Regions from separate parts of the Mus musculus genome. Here region 1 is linked to region 2. Evidence: chromatin contacts called from public Hi-C data. All regions are on one chromosome and are shown on one strand. The core of a region is the stretch at or near the end of the contact, and the rest is flanking DNA. Distances in the headings are between cores, read along the strand shown. Region 1 has its middle 130 kb from the start of Gm42341. Region 2 has its middle 7.4 kb from the start of Gm42342.

Region 1 (6,777 bases), core at 284-2,783, 150 kb after region 2:
CTGCCTTTCAAAGCACAGCTACATCAACTTGCTCCTCCTCTATGCGAATGCTCCAACTGCTTCAATGTCACTCAGCCTCAAGCCAGGGTCTGCAGTGCTGTGAAACACCCTACCCCCTCTATGTACTCCTGCTTCCCACTGTCCATCTGGCCATAAACCCCCTCCCCCACCTGCTCAGCCTACCCCAGCCACTGGCTGTCCTGCCCTCTGCCAGCCCTCAGTTCTCTACATGCTCCTGCCTCACCTAATCTCATATAAGGTCTTTCTCAGTCCTCTTCCCCTAAGCCTCCACCATCCTCTTCACGGTCCATGGAATGCATTTACTTTGTAGGTCTATGGCACCTATGGCACCTATGGCAGCTCCTGAGGACAATAGCTTCCCTTTGTTTGTGTCCCTGCTGTCCCTGCTGTATTCTCGGAAACTGCAACAACACTGGTCACAGAGGAAGCCTCGACACATGTTTCCAGAATGATTGACTGAACAAAGGCGGGAGACAATTGTAGACAGGAAATCCAGAGTGGCAGGATAATGGGCTGCAGAGTCCCCATGGAACCAGGCACACAGGTTGTGCCTTTCAATATCGTGTCCAGAAATGGCTTCTCAGTCATGTGGCGTTTGAACAAGATCCGGGGGAGAAGCAGGATTTGGGTGCTCAGAGGCATGGGGTGAAGCTGTCCCAGAAGAAAAGAATAGAAAGAGACAGTGTCCTGAGGCCAAAGTAACCTAGTGCTCTCAAACTCCAGGAGGGATAGCTTGAAGGGGTGACCCATACCTGGCAGGGACAGTGTTGGGAATGGTTTGCTAACTACTGCCTCTTCTTAATTTAAAAACATATTTTGTTACGTTTTACTCAGTGTGTGTGTGTCTGTGTGTGTCTATGTGTCTGTGTGTCTGTACGTGCACACACACACACACACACACATGCACATTAAGCTGTACATGCGGAGGTCAGAGGACAGTCAATTTGTCAAAATCTATTCACTATGTGGGACCCAGGTCTTCAGTCTTGGCAGCAAGCACCTTCACTGGCTGAGCCATCTTGCTGACCCTGGGTTGTAATTTCTGTCCTTTTATCCCTGAACAGGGAGGGATCCAGGATTCTGGACTGGGAGGCTGTTCCGTAGGTCTACGTTGGACTGGATCCATATCAGGAAGACCTGACTTTCCCTCGACCCCCAGTGCAGCTTTGACAGTGGCCGTGGGTGAGAAAGCCCCCTAGCCTCCTTGTGAAATGAAGAGACCAGGTTCTGCCTCCCAGGTAGTCTGAAGCACACCAGATCACATCTTTTGTCCTGTTCTCCCTAGAGTGAGATTAGAAACCCTTTTCCCTTCGCACTCAAGCAAAGCTCAAGCCTAACTTAAATTTACATCCGGATAAATAAGGTTGCCCCTGGCAACGGCTTCAGTTGTGCTGTTTCACAGAGCAGAGAATTATGTCGTCCTTTATTTGCTTGTTTGTGTTTGTAGCAGTGAGGACACTTAGGAGGGGGCCCTATCTTCCTGTTAAATGTGAAGAGCTCGATCCTGTGTGGCTAACTGCATGCGACTACTTTTGTGTGCCTCTCTCCCCCCCGCCCCCCCACTGTCTTCAGGAAGGCCACTGTGTAGAGAAGAAAAAGGAACAAGATTGAAGGGTGACGTTAAGCCCAAACCGAGTATGCTGCTTTTATGCTCTAAATGCCCTGGCATAATTTACATGTCGATGCGGCAATAAATCGCTCCAAGATCTCCTCCTTTGTAAAACTGGCTGAGAAAAGATAAAGAGGAGGAAATTGACCTTCTGCCTGGGGTAAAGGACAGCAGCAGGCGCCCGAGGGCCTGGCTGGAAGCCTGTGCAGCTCAGCAGAGTGTGTGAGCGAATCTGAGGGGTGTGTGGGGAGTGAGAGGAGAGAGAACCTGCTCTCTGAGGAAGGGGAAGGATGCCGAGATTTTTTTTTTTTTTAAGAAAGCTCAAGAGCGAAGACACTGAAGACAGACACATTCTTGTACAGAAAGCTTCTCCAGTTGAGCTGTCTTCCTAGCCCTTAGGACTCACCTTCTCTCATGCCCCGCATATCCTAGGAAACACATCCTTCCATATGGGTCTTTATGGGGCACTCAACCTGCAAACCATAACGGGGTGAGGGGAGGGAAAGCCAGAACACAAAGTGTGCCATTTCTGCGCCACGCCTGCCAAGGAAGAAAATCCACCGACAGCCCTGGCTCTGTCTGCCCTACTCGACCAGGTGGCTGCTGGCCCCAGGCCAGCTTGAACTTGGACCCGTTGTCATTTCCCATTCCCCCAGCCACTGCTGACCCAGTAGCTCCATGTCTGTATCTGAATGCAGATCTCTATCATCTTTGTTTTTAAAAAGCTAAGTACAGCCGCAGGCACCTACGCGGGAGAGGTGTGGAGACAGGAGGGGGAGTCCCCTAGGGCCCACTGGCCAGTCTAACTGAATTGATGAGCTTTAGTTCAGTGAGAGACATGAGGAGCGACAGACAAAGACACTTGGCATGGGCCTCTCTCTGCCTTCTACATGCATGAATGCACAGAAGAAGGCAGAGCCCAGCAGGGGATCCCTAGGCCACTAGGGGCACAAACTGCTAAGGGGGATTGGGGAACCCGGTCTTGGGGTCTCTCTCCTCCTCCTCTCCCTTCTTTCCATCACTGTGGAGGTTGTCCTCTGCCCTCCACACACATGCACATGCACAAGCATTCATAGCACATGTGTGCAAACAGGCATGAAGCCGAGTCTCCTGATAGGGGTAGAAGCTTGGACAAAAATCCAGGTCAGATGACAACCTTCTGTTTTGTTTAAGACATTGCTGTGATTAAATACCATGACCAAAAGCAACTTTCTGATGAAAGGGTGTAGCTGGTTTACATTTCCGGGTCCCAGTCCATCGCTGAAGGAAGTCAGGGGAGGAAATGGAAGCAGGAACTTGACACTGACACTATGAAGAGACACCGCTTACTGCCTCACTCATAGGTTCATGCTTAGGTAGCTTTTTTATATAGCCCAGCATCATTTGCTTGGGGATGGTGCCGCTCACAGTGGACTGGGCTCTTCCACATCAATTAACAACCTAGACAATTCCCCATCCCAACTCGGAAATGCCCACTGGCTCATCCGATCTAGGCAGTGCCTCCATTGAGGCTCTCCCCTCAGATGAGTCTAGGCTGACAAGGAAAGCTAACCAGGATGAGACTGTGGTACTTCCCCACTATGCACAGGCACTCTGGCCCAGGAATTTAGGGAAGTCTCTTGCCTCCTCTTCCCACCCCCCCCCCCCCCCCGTAGGTGGGCTTGACTTACAGGCCAGCATGCATAATGAGATCTCACGCTCGCACATCAAGCGCTTTGCCCCCTGAGTCATTTCCCCAGAACCCTAGTCAGAAGTTTCCTTGCATCCCGAAAAGCAGGACACGGCTATCCTCAGTTACCTCTGTACACCTGGAAGCTAACGCTTCAAGGGCTCAAGTGCCATTTGAAAGCCAGCAGTCAGACTTGATTGCGCATTGTCCCCCTGCCCAGGGTAGCAAAAGAAAGAGCTATGTTTGTGCCTCTGATTCAGAAGTACAAATACTCTACAGATAATGCCAGGACTCTGAGGTTGCTGGAGGGGTCCAACTCTTTCCCACCTGGAATGGCAGGACCCCAGCAGAGCAGCCAATTCAGGATGAAACAGGTCTGCTGTGCTTGGCTGCTCCCCATCAGTGGACCAACTGTGCTGTTAGTGACGAGGACACATCCAGAAGCTTGTTTGGCCTCTCCTGGCTGTGGCCCTGGTGATGAAGAGGAAGTAAATTTGACCTCGCTGTGGTTCAACTTAGACATGTACCATTGCTTGCTTGTTGGGTGTACAGGCTTCGTGTGCGAGGGCCAAATTTACTGATGTCGAGCTCTGAATTTAACCCACACAGAACAGTCTCCAGCTCCTGCCAGGTCCGTTCAGATGGCTTGATATTAGGAGGAGAAGCGACTCCAGGAGCTAGGGCAGGGGAGGGGGCTCACAGGTGAAGTGCTGGCTTTATAGATGCCCAGGCCTAAGCATCATCCCAGCATCCATGAGAATGGTCCGTGTGGTTCTCACTTGGAATCTCAGTGTCCTGGGGCTCATTGCCAACCGAGTCCAATTCACAAGCTCCAGATCAACGAGAGACTCTGTCAAAAACCATGTGCCTTTAATGCCAGCACTCAGGAAGCAGAGGCAGGGGGATATCTGTGAGTCTGTGGCCAGATGGTCTACAGATATCCAGATATTGTCTCAAAAAAAACAAAAAAAATTAAACAAAACCAAAAACAAGATTGACGGCACCTGAGGAACAGCATCTGAGACTCCACACACAGGGACATTTATAAAGATGTGTGTGAACACACGCACATACACAACATATACCACACACACCTGCATATACACACATACCACATGCCACACACCAACACACAGACACCACACATATAAGCATACCTCACACACCATACATACACACCATACCACACCACTACACCTACATACACCACATGGCACACCACATACACACACCACATACACATCAGAAACACACATACATACAAACATCATACACACATACAAACACATACATATACACACATGAACATCACACACATACACAATACATACATACAAACATTATACACACATATACACACACCACATACACATCAGAAACACATACACACACATCACACACACAAACACACACACACACACACACACATACTCTCTCTCTCTCTCTCTCTCTCTCTCTCTCTCTCTCTCTCTCTCTCTCTCACACACACACACACACACACACACACACACTACAAATGTCATTAGTTCCTCCAACCTGCAGAGGGCCCCTCTGGGTCTCTCCTAGCCTCTCTACCCTTGCATCTCATGGCCTCTTGCCTGCAGCTCTCTCCCAGCTCAAGCCCCAGCTCAAGGTTCCAGCTCCCCTGCTTTTTTATCCCTTACCTTATTTTTTCCTCCCCACAAAAAGCCTAAAAATATCAGGTGCACTGTGGTAACTGCTACAAAACCCAGCGAGAGTGCAGAGCCGCGCCAGGTACAGGCTTCACGTGGCTTCACTGTATAATACGCACTCGATTTATCACTCAGGGATGCTATAAAATTTTGATTTAAAAAAAAATGGAGGCTGCTAAACAGAGAATGTGTATAGATTTAAACTGTGAACTCTGTGTCTGACTTTATAGGTGGCAAAAGAGCTGTTTGAGGGGACGTCTACCCCAGGGTCAGGGTCCGCAGCTTGCATGTTGCACGGTCTGATTCCCATCCAGGTTCCTCCAGCCTCATGATTAATGTTCTTATTGATAACCTCCCTAGCCACAACCTCCGTCATCCTGGTCTCAGCACATCCTGTAATACTCCCCCCTGCCTCCCGTAGACCTTTCACCTTTCTGTCTCTCTCTAGGAACTCGCAGACAGTTGTCACTTAATGAATGTTTGTCAAGCAGCTTGTCTGTCTGAATTGTTTTCGTCTATCGATGACACCAGTTTGTTCCATAATAATCGGTTCTGGCACACTTGGGATGATTTATCCTGCATCCTAGTCGGGTAGTCAGAGGACACTGCTAAATTAAAGATACTTGGAGAGAACCTTCCACAAAGCAGAGCTTTCCAGATGGGTTTGGAAACAAGAGGTCAAAGATCAAGGAAGTCATGAGATGATTTTATGGGAGGAAGAAGTGATTTAAAGCCAAAGGTCACAGCTCTTTGCAATTCATTTTCCAGCAGGCTGCCTGGGCCTGGCTTGCTCCTGGGCTGCTGAGAGTCCTGTTCCTAGGAAACACTGAGGTGGGGTACAGCTCCCAAGTCTCCCAGCATGTCCCAGGGTGCTGCTTTCTACTGTCCAGCTTTCTCTTTTGAAAGAATAATTCCTGGAGCTTCCAGGGCATGGTGGTACAGACAGATCATTCATCTCACTAGTATGCAGATTTATTGTACTCTTTAATAAATGATAAAATTATATGTATGTAGATGAATTGTTTTAAAATAAATGTATTTATTATTTGATTATTTGCTTTATATATCAATATACTTGGGGTCAGGTTAAAGGTTATCACGCAAAAAAAGGGGGGTGATGAGGGGAAGAAGTTTAAGAATCCATGTTAATACATGTTGCCCTAGATGTTAAAGTTGGGTGTTGTCTTAGCATGAGCTGTCAACTTAGCACAGTCTAGACTCACCTGGATGAAGCAAGCAATAATCAATGGAGTGATTACCTTTATCAGGCTGGTCTGAAAACATGTCTGTGAAGGATTATATTGTCTTAACTGATGCTGGAGAACCCTGCCCACTGTGGGTGGTCTCATCCCCTAGGCAGGCATTCCTGGGCTATATAAGAGAGCTAACTAAGCATGACCTGGAGTAAGCCAGCAAGCATTGCTCCTCCATGGTTCCTGCCTCCAGGTTTCTGCCCCAATTTTCCTCAATAGTAGATTGTGAGTTGGAAGAGTAAGCCCCCCAAAAAAAGAAAAAAAGAAAAAAGAAAAAATCCTTTCCTAAATGGTTCTGGTTGGAGTGTCTTTTAGCATCAGAAAGAAAAGCCCATGTGTTAATATGGGATTGTTTCTTTTCTATTATTTCAGCAGCCCTTCTTTGCTTTGTTACTTATTAGAGAACATGACAATGGATGAGTATATTCCTAAATGATCATCAAGAAGATGGAAGCTGGAAGTAGCTGACCCCAGAGTGGCTCTGCTCTGCCATCAATTTCGAATGAGGGAATAAACAAAAGATGTGTGACTGACCACACCTTTTATAACTAT
Region 2 (6,418 bases), core at 438-2,937:
ATGGAAGTGTAAGCCGAATAAATCCTTTCCTCCCCAACTTGCTTCTTGGTCATGATGTTTGTACAGGAATAGAAACCCTGACTAAGACTATATACATACATACATACACATATATACATACATACATACATACACACACACACACACACACACACACACACACACACACACACACACACACATCTCACAGAATATGGCTCAGGGTCTTGTTAAGAATGTTTTCCTTGCTGATGTCTTTTGTGGCTAAACAGAATCAGATGCTGGGGACAGTTGTCCTGCGAATGAACAGTTCTGAGACTGATTACTCTTAGCCAAGTCTCAGCTCTCTGCCAGGTGGCAGGTACCTGGTACTTGGTAGTGGAGGGAGATGGTGGGGGGAGGATACAGACAATTCTGCATCACTATGCTCTGCTCTGTGGAGTGACACAGGCCCTAGCATCCAGCGAGGGGTGGGGGTGGGGCCTTGATTCAAAGAGACAAAGGGATTAAAGATGTGCACACCTTTAATCCAAGCATTCAGGAGGCAGAAGCAGTTGGATCTCTGTAAGTTTGAGTCCTGGTCTCTATAGCAAGTTCAAGACAAGGCAAAGTTACAGATGGAAACCTTGTGTTTCAAAACTAATGATGGAGTAGACTTTGTATCCTTGAGCTACAGAGATGTTTTGTGGGAAACAGATGCCCTCTGCCCTCTACCACGCAAGCTCATGGGGCACCTGCTACAAGCTCATTGGCCCTAGGACTCAGGCGTTGGAACACCTTTCGGACCCAGAGGTTTGAGTCTGGAGAGTGGTCGTGACTCTTTGTTTCGGCTCTTAGAATGCCTCATGTGCTACTCTGGAGTGTAAACAAACGCTCTCATGGCTGTTTTTCAGAGGATCGGATGGATGCAAGAAAGAAAAGGAGAGGAATGAAAGTGTGCAGGGAGAGGAGAGCCTGCCTAACAGCAGCCCCTAACCCCTCCTCCCCTCTCCGCTTGTGCAAACCCGGCCCACTCATTCCCCATGCTCAGGCAGAGCTGTGTGCTTGTGTTGTGAGTTGAGGCCTTCCATTACTCGGAGCGAACAGGGCGTCCACCTAGTGTTGTGGCTGATATTCTGCCGCGAGTTGAGTTGCTCTATTCACTGTCCCATGCCCACGGCAGACATTGCCAATCGATCCCAATACGCTGTCCTGATTCGCTGGGGCCCCAGCCTCCGATTCCTTCATGACACAGCAATCTAGGCAGCCGATACCAATCAACTGGAATTGGTATCAGAGATAAAGAAGGAAGTGTCACCCTCAATTTATCTTCTGCTAATCTGATTAGGGAAAGAGTGCAGAGGTCAGCTTTCCTCTCTCTCAAACTTGCCCACGAGGTCTGTTTCCCATTAATGGGAGTTTTGGGTCTCTGCAGACAGCTAAGGGGAAGGAAGAAAGATGCCACACACCATGCACACTTGCCGCAGGGGTCCCTGTGAGCACAGTTTGGGCACATATGCCCCTCCTTACTCTGAACCCCTAGGGTGGCAGGAGGGTTAGGAGATGATGTGGAGACATGACAGTTCAGGAAGGGACCTGCTAGCAGGAGAGGGGGCCAGATGCTCGGGGCTGTCTGATTTTCTCCGGATTTAAGCTAAGGAAATGGGCCAAAGCCTGGGGGAGTCTGGTCACTGACGCTGCCAGGCAGGAAGCAGGAACAGGGCCACCCAGCTTGACAAACAAAAGGGTAAGACGGGTGTGTTGCCATGGTAGCCCTCCTCTTCCAGTTTGGATATTTCAGAGTTGGCCAACTTATGACCCCTCAAAGACTGAGAGCAACTTTCAAGTCAGATGTGATTTCAGGATTATTTTCTACCCATTCATACAAGTGTCTGTTGAACACCTACAGGGAATCTGTTTCTGAAGCAGGACCTGGGGATACTTCCAGAAACAGGAGGGCTCAGTCCTGCCTTTAGGATGTCAGGAAAAAGCAGAAAGGAACATGTAACTATCATGAATTCTGAGGGAGTTGCAAGGGGAGTGCAGGAAATTAAAGGCATGCATACATGTATACACACACACCTCTGTGCACACATTCAACAAACATGTGCAAACACTCTTTCATGGACACCACACACACACACATACACACACACACACACACACACACACACACACCATGGAAACACACATTCACAAACACACACACACACACACACACACACACTCATACAATACACTCACAAACACACACTCATACCCATGCCCCCATGGATACACACACTCATACATATATACACATTCTGCACATACGCTCACACACGTACACTCACAAACATGCACATACCATTCCACAAACACACATTCATACACATGTACACCTTCACACATATATTCACGTACCTACACAGTCACACTACATGCACACACACACACATGTACACATTCACTCACATACTCACATAGTGACACACAACATGCACACACACACACACACACACACACACACACACACACAGAGCAAGATGGATGAAGAGAAACTGCTTTCTGTGGGCCTACACTCTGTCGTTACTTTCATGCTTTTGTCCTTCGAGGCAGGAGGTGCTTGTCCTATATTAGAAAATGCGCGGCTTTATTTATAATAGCCAGAAACTGGAAGCAACGCAGACGCCCCACGAGCAAGGAATGCATACAGAAAACGTGGTTCATTTATACAATGGAATACTATTTAGCTATTAAGAACGGGAGAGGCCATCATGAATGTTGCAGGCAAATGGATGGAACTAGAAAATATCATCCTGAGTGAGGTAGCCCAATACCAAAAGGACATGTATGGTATATACTCACTGATAAGTGGATATCAGCCAAAAAGTACAGAATACCTAGGATACATTCACAGAACTCAAGAAGGTTAACAAGCAGAAGGGCCCAAGTGAGGATGTTTCAATCCTACTCGGGAGGGAGAAGAAAATAATCACAGGAGGCAGAGGGAGGGACGGACCTAGGTGGGAGAGGGGAGGGTGAGAGGAAAAGGGGTGCATGATAAGGTAAGGGGTGAACAGGAGAGAAGCCATGAGGGCCAGCAGAATGAATGCAAATATGCAACCTCGGGAGGGGGAGGAGGGGGGAGAGCCCTCTAGAAAGTACCGGAGATGTGGGAAGTGAAAGACTTTCAGGACTCAAATGGGAGAGACCTTAGATGAAATGCCCAGCAGTGGAGAGAGGGAACTTGTAGAGTCCACCTCCAGTAGAAAGACAGGGCACCAAACAGAGGGTTGGGGTTGCCATTCCACCGTCAAAAATTCTGATCCAGAATTGTTCCTGTCTGAAAGAACTGCAGGGTCAAAAATGGAGAAGAGACTGAGGGAAAGGTGGTCCAATGACAGGCCCGACTTGGGATCCATCTCATGGGGAGGCACCAAGGCCTGACACGATTACTGATGCTATGATGTGCTTACAGACAGGAGCCAAGCATAGCTGTCCTCTGAGAGGCCCAACAAGAAGCTGACTGAGACAGATGCAGATACTTACACCCAACCATTGGGCTGAATTTGAGAACCCTGTGGTTGAATCAGGGGGAGGATGGAAGAAGCTGAGGAGGGCAACCCCATAGGAACACCAGCAGCCTCAATTAACCCCAACCCTGAGATCTCTCAGACACTGAGCCACCAACCAGGGAGCATACAGGAGCTGGTCCGAGGCTGCTGATACATAGACAGCAGAGGATTGCTTGGTCTGGCCTCAGTGGTAGAAGATGCACCTAACCCTCGAGAAACTTTAGGCTCCAGGGAGTCGAGAGGTCTGGTGGGGGCGGCCATCCTCTTGGAGACAGGGGGAGGAAGAATGGGAGGAGGAACTGTGGGAGGGAAGACTTGGAGGGGGGCAATGACTGAACAGTAAAAAAATAAAAGTAATAAAAAAAAAAGAAAGAAAGAAAAGAAAAGAAAACGTGAGAGCCAGAAGTATGGAGACTGTTGTTCAGTTCCAGTGTTGTACCATGAAGAAGATTCAAACCATGTGAGCTTCGATTAGAATCTATTGCGTTCGCTCACCCACGCCACTTCCCTCCACTCCCCTGGGCCCCTCTCATCTCCCTGTTTCTGAGTCATCTGTTCACCTTCCATCCAAATCAGTCCTGCCTTCTGGTAAACCTCCCGGAGATGTCAGCTCACTCCAGCCTCTTCCTCCTCCAGCCACTTTGATGTTTAAAGAGGTTCCTAATCTGTAGATGTCTGCAGTTCCTTATTATAGTGGAGGAAAATGCTATAATATTGAGTACTGACAGATTTTTCTATTTTTTTTCCTGGATCTTATGTTTCCACCCCATCCCCTTTATGTGGCTCACACACTTCTCTCTCTCTCTCTCTCTCTCTCTCTCTCTCTGTCTCTGTCTCTCTCTGTCTCTGTCTCTCCCTCTCTCCCCTCTCTCCCCCTTCCTCTCTCCCCTCCTCCCTCCCCTTCTTCCTCCCCCTCCTGCTTTTTCTCCTCCCCCTCCTTCCCCCTCCCTCTCTCTCCTCTCACAGTCCCTTTCTCTGTGGCTGAGTTGATTCCCACTTTCTGAATCACACCAGGTTGCCTGGGAACAGGGAATTACAGGTTCCTTGTCAGGCACGGTTGAGGAGGAAGTTTAATCTCAGCGAGTTGGATTTGGGAAACGAGGCAGCTACATCATGTTCCTCAATGTCCCCCACAGAGCAATGTCAAGCATGGCCCAAGCTCACTGCTTCTTTCTGATAAGCAGTGCTCAAGTAGGTGATTACATGTCACTGTGGATACATGCCCATTAGACTCTCCAGCCTTGTGTCTAGGGCTGGGCCCCCTGCTTCCTGATCAGCTCTGTCTCCTTGTGTCTAGCTCAGGTCTACACCTCAGGTTCTCTAATGTGTGGATTCATGGGTGTGTGAACTTGCTTGGACCACAAGGTGTCCACAGGCATTTGGTTAAACACATCCCATTTGGCGAAGATGAATATCAAATGTGTGAGCCGAGTAAACCAAGAGGCCTTTTCTGGTGTGAGTGGGCCTCGCCTGCTGAAGGCTTGGATAAGAATGAAAGGCCCGAAGAGGGAGAACGTCCTCTCTGAGAGTCGTCATGGCATCGATCTCCTGCCCAGCAAGTTGGCTTTGGTCTTGAACTAGACCTTGGGCCACCAAGTCCTGTGCTTCTCAGGTCTGACATGGATTAGAACAGCACCATCCTCTGCTCCCAGGATAGACTTCAGATCTTCAAAGTCATAATTCATTCTTTCCCTCTCTCTCTCCCCTCTCCCCCCTCCTCCAAATTATACTAACACATCTAGCCTTTCCATACCCCATGGGCCCAAGGTCTCCCCAAAACCAGTTCTCAGCTTTCTCTTTATCTCAGTCCTTTCTAACCACAGCTGTTCTCAGAAACCGAGCCCCAGTCTGGGCACAGAGCATCATCAATCTTGGGATAAATCTCCCTGGTTGCGTTCTTGAGAGTCAAACACATTCCATCTGCTTGTATAATGAATAATGACCTGTGACTCTGGTCCAGAGCCCAAGCCTCCAAAAGAGCTAGGGTTGTACTTTGGATAACACTTAAGGTGATCAGCAGCCAAATCCCCTCTTCCCAGACTCTGCTCTGGGAGCACAAATACCCTGCCCTGCTTTGGTATGCTTAGTGTTGGGGTTTGTATGACAGGTGCTGGCCCCCACCCTCTCCATATATCATGACTATGGCAACATCACGTGGCAGCTCTAGTTAAACCAAATGCCCTGTGTTCCCGTATCAGGAGATTACATCTCTTTTCTCGAGCCAGTCAGAAAGCTGGGAAATAGAAGTTCACATGGAGCAAGAGGGACGGAGACAGCCAAAGAAGGGAGTGTTGAAGGGAGTGTAAGAGTAGAACTGTGGGTAGGGACTCAGCGCTGACTCCACCCTCTCTCAGAGCACTGTGGGTACGGACCCAGTGCTGAACCCACCCCTTCCCAGTGCACTGTGGGTAGGGACCCAGCGCTGACTCCACCCTCTTCCAGAGCACTGTGGGTATGGATCCAGTGCTGAACCCACCCCCTCCCAGAGCACTGTGGGTAGGGACTCAGCATGCACCCAAGCACCTCATTGAGCACTCAGCAATGCCTACTTGGATGAAAGCATTTGTAAATTGAGCATCTACTTAGAGCACAGAACGATCAAACTCTCCCAAGAGAGGCCATTGCCAGTTAAACTGGGCAGACTTCTTTTGACCATGATTTTGCTTAAAGCCAGGAATGTAGTCCATCATTTTTTTTTTCAAACCTAGAGCCAGAAGGGACTCATTAAACTCACTTACCAACCTCTTCAAGTGCATCTGAAATCATGGAGATGAGGTCATGGTGGAACAGTCTCCTGGTAGCCACTTTATGCTCAGAAAACAGCAGACAGGATAATCCCTCACTGGGGGCATATTCCTAGGTAATATTGGTCAAAAGCCATTTGGCCTTATCCCTAGTGAAAC

What was found. Hi-C and Micro-C count contacts between places; a contact is called where the count stands out from the background.
Region 1: a Hi-C map of cerebellum shows a contact between it and region 2, with 1.7 times the contacts expected there. The contact joins two enhancer-like sites. A contact is called at or near these places in 6 of 484 Hi-C or Micro-C datasets (cerebellar granule neurons, cerebellum, nephron progenitors and 3 more).

What each region holds. Positions count from the first base shown.
Region 1 is chr4:142,771,553-142,778,329 of GRCm38.p6, forward strand. No RefSeq gene overlaps it. Among named protein-coding and RNA genes, the nearest start is that of Gm42341, 130 kb to the left of the region's middle. Within about 2 kb of position 1,534, at least 46 of the 459 cell types and tissues checked have an H3K27ac peak or open chromatin away from gene starts, as enhancers often do. A contact at or near this core is called in cerebellum and stem cell-derived neural stem cells, where this site is marked.
Region 2 is chr4:142,621,109-142,627,526 of GRCm38.p6, forward strand. No RefSeq gene overlaps it. Among named protein-coding and RNA genes, the nearest start is that of Gm42342, 7.4 kb to the right of the region's middle. Within about 2 kb of position 1,688, at least 14 of the 459 cell types and tissues checked have an H3K27ac peak or open chromatin away from gene starts, as enhancers often do. A contact at or near this core is called in cerebellum and stem cell-derived neural stem cells, where this site is marked.